Linked DNA regions of Rattus norvegicus: region 1 is linked to region 2. Evidence: chromatin contacts called from public Hi-C data. All regions are on one chromosome and are shown on one strand. Each heading gives the region's core, a stretch centred on a gene start, on an enhancer-like site or on the middle of the called end of the contact. The rest is flanking DNA. Distances are from core to core; before and after follow the strand shown. Region 1 holds the start of Wdfy2 (WD repeat and FYVE domain containing 2). Region 2 holds the start of Fam124a (family with sequence similarity 124 member A).

Region 1 (2,700 bases), core at 146-2,645, 280 kb after region 2:
GAAGACATAACATATTGTGGCTCACAATAGGTTGTAAATCCAGTTTCAGGGGGTCTACCTCTTCTGACCTTGATGGGCTCCTGTGCACATGTGGCATACATACAGACACTCAGGCACACATACACACACTTACTATAAAATAAATAAAAAATAGTCCTCTTGGGACTGTAGAGATGACTTAGTAGTCAAGAGTACTGGACACTCTTCCAGAACTACATTTGATTTAGAGCACCCACTGGGAGCTCACAACTGTCCATAACTCCAGTTCCAGGGATCCAGGCACACGCCTGGTAAATGACATACATGAACCCAAAGCAGCCTAGACTGCTTTATTCCTTTCTCTCCCAATTCTGTGCAGCCACTAATCTGATTATTTTATGTAAGTGGAATCATAAAATAAACGATCATTTATGATTGGTTCCTTTCAATTAGCATTTTGCTTTCAGGGTTTGCCTTGCTTTGCTCTCCTAATGGACACTACAGATACCTAGTAATCCAGTTTCTTTTGGACCTGACAGTAGCAGTGCTTATCCCTTGAAGCAAAACTACATTTTCCCCTAAAAGAGAATGCGCCATTTTACATCCCCACCTGAAGTGTATGAAGGAGCTCCAATTTTCCCATAGCCCAGACAACATTTATCCTCCTTATTAAGGTCATTCTATATTGTGATTGTATTAACTGTCCATTGTCACTGGAAAAGCAAAAATGTTGAATTGCTAGGGATTGGAAACAAGATTAGACCTAAGTGTGAGTCCTTTAGTCATAACAGAAAGAGAAGATTGATGCGATGATTTCTAAACTCCCTCAAAGAAGCTTGTATGAGAATCTCTGGGTTGAGAAGTGTGCGTTATTGCTTTCTAGAACAAGGACGTTGAGGATTGAGAAAACTACAACACCCAAGAGTCCACGCGGTGCAGACGAGAGCCGCTTAACTATGGTCGACAGTACAGCGCCCTCTCCGGTGTATTATTGTTAAAACTTAGAGGTGAGTCATCTGCGCGCATGCACACTCTGGTCTCAACTAGTTTAGCGTCTGTCCTTCCTGCAGGCGCTTTTCCGGTCCCGTTTGACGCAGGCTTTACCCCGCCCCATTCTCAGAGTCTGGAGAGGGTGGGGCTCTGGGCAAGCGCGTTCACAGATTTTCAAGAGGGAGGGGACCAAGCTTTGGGTGTGGAAGTGAGAGGACAGCGGGGCGCATGCGTCCCGACGGCGCTGCCCGCCTCGGCGAGTTACAGGTGGCGGGGCGGAAGTGGCTGCTGAGTTGACGCACGCGCATTGGCTGCTAGTGCCCATCCTCCGGAAGTGGGTTGGCTGCCCAGCGACAGGCCCCGCCCCCGCCCCGCCCCCTGATCCCCGCCCCCTACTCTCTTAGGTGGCGCCGGCTTGCGGCCGGTGTGGCGGTGGTGTTGGTTCTAGGAGCCGGAGCGTGCACGTTCCTCGGACAGGCGGCAGGGCTATGGTCGCCGGCTTACGAAGGCCCGCTCCGTATCTCAGCCCGATCCTGAGCGCAAGCCTGAGCATTCTCTTCAGCCAAGTCCCCCGGCGCGTTCGGCTGCTCCCCGGGCGCGCCCCCTCCGATGGCGGCGGAGATCCAGCCCCAGCCACTGACCCGCAAGCCGATCCTGCTGCAGCGGGTCGAGGGGTCGCAGGAGGTGGTCAATATGGCGGTGATTGTGCCTAAGGAAGAGGGTGTCATCAGCGTCTCGGAGGACAGGTACTGACTGCTTGCCCCTCTGCCTCAGGGAGGTCCGGCCCTTGCTTGGTGGGAGTGTAGACCGCATCTGCGGATTCGCTTCCAAGCGCGGTGGACTCGGTCTCAGCAACTGGCTTCTGGCGAAGTCCAAGTAGCCCTTGGGTTAACAGTGCAGGAGATACACAGACCTGGTCCAGTTTAGGGAATGGGAGGACCAGAGGGAGGAGCCGCCCGGCTTTGCAGGTGTTTTATCTAGGAGGACCCTCCATTCATCGGGATGATTTGGAGCCGCTGCTAGTTGGTCCAATTCTTGGTTACCCGAAACGAGAAAGGGAACGTATTTTCTTTCTTCCATACCGTTCAGCGAATTTGTGTATCTGCAGGACATCTTTCACCGAACTCATGGATTTGTTAAGTTGTAAAGAGAGTAACTTTGGGCTTCTGCGTGTGGTACCCCCCTTTCCTAAAAGTTTATGTCTTGGAGCTCAAGGGGAAATGTCTGGAAGTTGCAAGGGATCACTTTTGCAGAAAACTGCTTGAGTTTCTTCCTTTTGCCTACTTCCTTTCTGATTGCTTAATTAGCAGAAGTAGCTCTGGTTCTGCCTTCAGTATTCCCCCTTGCATTGCGTTTTTGATTTCCAGAGGAATGCCGCTTGAATATATGAACTAGTGTAATTTAATCTGAAATTACTATTTGGTTAATATCTACAAGCATTTTAAAAACAATTGTAACATGGTAGAGGTATGTAGTTGTCTGGGTTTTAAGCTTCTGTCAGGTAGTTAGGTTTTTTTTATATTATAAGTTGATACCATGACAAGGTAGAGTTATTCTGTGACTCTTAAAATTGCAAAGATAGAGCAAAAAGTGTTCACTTTAAAGAAAATAATCACTTCAGCACCTTTCTATAATGTAAATTCAAACATTTTTACTTGATTTGTTTCTTAGGTTTTTGAATATAAAGGAAGAGTCTATTATATGCGTGTATTACATATCTACATCTGCATC
Region 2 (2,700 bases), core at 154-2,653:
CCAGCTGGTCACCAAGCTCTTAACACATGAGACTTCAAAGGACATTTTTAGATTTCAAACCACAATACAGTAAATTGGCTGTGTCTCCCTTAAAGAACTGCTCTTTGTTTGAGTTAATGAGCACCAAGTTGATTATAACATATCTATTTTTGCTTGTTCTGGGGAAAGAATTTTAGGTTTAGGGAAGGCTATTCAGGTTTGGCATGGGCATACTTACCTATATTTTTTCCTGGTCAATACTATGTTTCTACTCTGCCCTTCTCTTTTGTGTAACATGTTTAAAATAAGATTTAGAAAACAATGATGATTATGTAAAGTGGGGAGAACAGGGAAAGAAGGAAAGAAAGAAGGAAAGAAAGAAAGAAAGAAAGAAAGAAAGAAAGAAAGGAAGATTCCTCTTTGACACTTGTCACACAGGAGTGACGCTGCCGTGCCAGTTGAGAGAAGGCTCGCAGCTAGTTAGCCTTCGCCTGTGACCCTGGCAGCTCCGGGTAACCAGTACTTGGCACGTAGCAGAATGCACGCAAGCCGTTTTACAGTAACTCAAATGGAGATACAGGGAAGATCGCAGTAGCTTAAATAGATATGATCCCTTCTAAATCACAATGGAGGTACAGGGAAAATAGCAGTAGCCCAGTATGCAAAGAAATTAAGGCTCCAAGAGGTTAAATAACTTGTCTGAAAAGAAAAGGTGGCTGGGTTATAGCCGGTTGGCAGAGCATGCGCAAGGCCACTGGTCGCGTCTTCGGCACTACCCGACAAAAGTGAATAGGGCTTACGAGAAAGCGCTTTCCATGGCTTCTAATGACACCTCCAGAATTAAGTCTAAGTTGTTCTTACTCCCCCTCCGCCTCCTCCCATCACCAAGTTGCCTCACCTCAGCCTGCTAGAGTGAAAATGACTTCCTGCTACCTCAGTCATTAACCCACCCCAAGGAGTGGCTGGGTTTAACAACATCCATCACCCTCTTGCTGCCAGACCCCTTGAATGGAGACACATCCAGGGAGGGCTCTTCGTGTTATTTTAAGACAGATAACAAAAGAATCCTTTCCCTGGCAAGTTGGGTCAGTGAGAAGCCAGTCTGTGCACTGAGCAAGGTGATAATGAATTCAATGTATGCAGTTCTAAGGAACCTGGAAGAAAACACCCACGTGTTTTAAGTGGTCCCCAAATGGAGATATCGCACCCTGCCCTGGTTGTGCTGGTGGGTGTTTCTCCAGTGCTGCTAGCAGACTGGGGCTGGAAAATCTCTGGGAAAGCCCGGGGACTCCGGACTCCTTACTGTGGGCCCAGGGGAGGGCAGCTTTGCTACTAGACACACATTTTGTCCGCACCAGTCACTGTAGAACGCACAGCAGCGGGGCATTAGCCAGGCGGGTTGCAAGGTAAACACTGCACGCCCATTGCACTCCATGCTCACCGAGAGAGTCCATCCCCCGACACCTCCCGCACTCACGCTCGGGCTCGTGCACACGCGCGCATCCCGTGCACACGCTCGGATCCTCGCCTAGTGGCGCCCGGCGCGCCCGCGCAGCAGAGCGGAGGGCGGGGAGGGCGCGGCCGCGAGAGGGCGCGGCGAGCGGCTAGCGTTCGGGACTGGGTCGTTGCCAAGGCCGGGTACGAGGCTGTCGGAGGGTCCCGGAGCGAGGGAGCGCAGAGGCCACGCGCGCCATGAACCCGAAGGCGGCCGGTGAGGAAGAGGACTGCGTGGACTCTGGAGCCGAGACCGGAGGGTGAGCCAAGCCCAGCCGGGCGGGACGGGAGCTCAGTTCTTGCGGTCCCGAGCCCGAGCCGGGGTTGTCCTGGGGTTGGGGTTCAGTGTCTGCGTGCAGGCGGTTTGATGTGTGGTTGCCTGGGGCGGGGTGGGGAGGGGCGGGAAGAACCCCACCCGGGGCTGATAGGTTGAGACCTGAGGCTTAGCGACATTCCTCGCAGCCCTGTGGACCCCACGGTGCCAGGTTCAGCCAGTATCTCCCTTCAGCTAGAAATGCCCCTGCACTTGTTCCCACCAGCAGGGCATCTGTGATAGCTATGGAGCCCCAGGCTGGTGAAGAGGAAAGCAGGTGGAGAGGGTGGGACTCCGGGCACAGGAAAAAGACACAGGAAGCCGGCTAGAAGAACTGCATATCTCACTTACACTGTGCGGCTGAGCCTCTCCACCCCGCCAGCCTGGAGTACCTACTGGATGCTAGGATGGGGTCGGTGTGCTTCAAAGGACTCAGTAATTAGCTCAAACCTTTGGAGGCTAATTAGCCCTCTCCCAACAGCAGTTTTCCTGAGTAGGACAAAAGACGGAATGCATTTTCAGAAATGAATGTCCCATAATGGTTTCCACCCAGCCCATATCTAGAGGATTTCCCTGTGCACAGTCAGCACCACATCCAGGATGCAAGTGCTACTCCAGTAGGAAAGTGTGTCTTTTCCTATCTAGAGAAGTCCTGCTAGAGGTCAGGGGCTACCCAGACTACAGAAGACCTCGGAATTCCTGGAAGGTGGAGAGGTTTCAAGCTAATTTTGAGATTTGGCAATCTACTGAGGACAGGGAGAGGCCAGTTCCAGAATGGACCTATGTTCTGACCTAACCCAAGAAAGAGTCTCCCAAGCTCTTCCTGTCTCCCAACCCCACCCTTCCTTGCAGCCTTCTCCACCAGCCCTACCCTAAATCTAGACCTTCAATCTTCCCCACAGCGGGGCTTTCTC

Evidence for each region. A called contact is a pair of places that touch in the nucleus more often than the background predicts.
Region 1: a Hi-C map of Schwann cells shows a contact between it and region 2, with 2.5 times the contacts expected there. The contact joins the promoter of Wdfy2 here to the promoter of Fam124a in region 2. A contact is called at or near these places in 3 of 12 Hi-C or Micro-C datasets (Schwann cells, mammary epithelial cells and psoas muscle).

Annotation. Positions count from the first base shown.
Region 1 is chr15:41,258,506-41,261,205 of GRCr8, forward strand. It overlaps Wdfy2 (WD repeat and FYVE domain containing 2), which reads left to right and starts at 1,396. Exons shown (of 12, transcript NM_001415102.1): 1 at 1,396-1,715. The coding sequence starts at 1,579.
Region 2 is chr15:40,974,386-40,977,085 of GRCr8, forward strand. It overlaps Fam124a (family with sequence similarity 124 member A), which reads left to right and starts at 1,404. Exons shown (of 4, transcript XM_001080220.8): 1 at 1,404-1,733. The coding sequence starts at 1,672.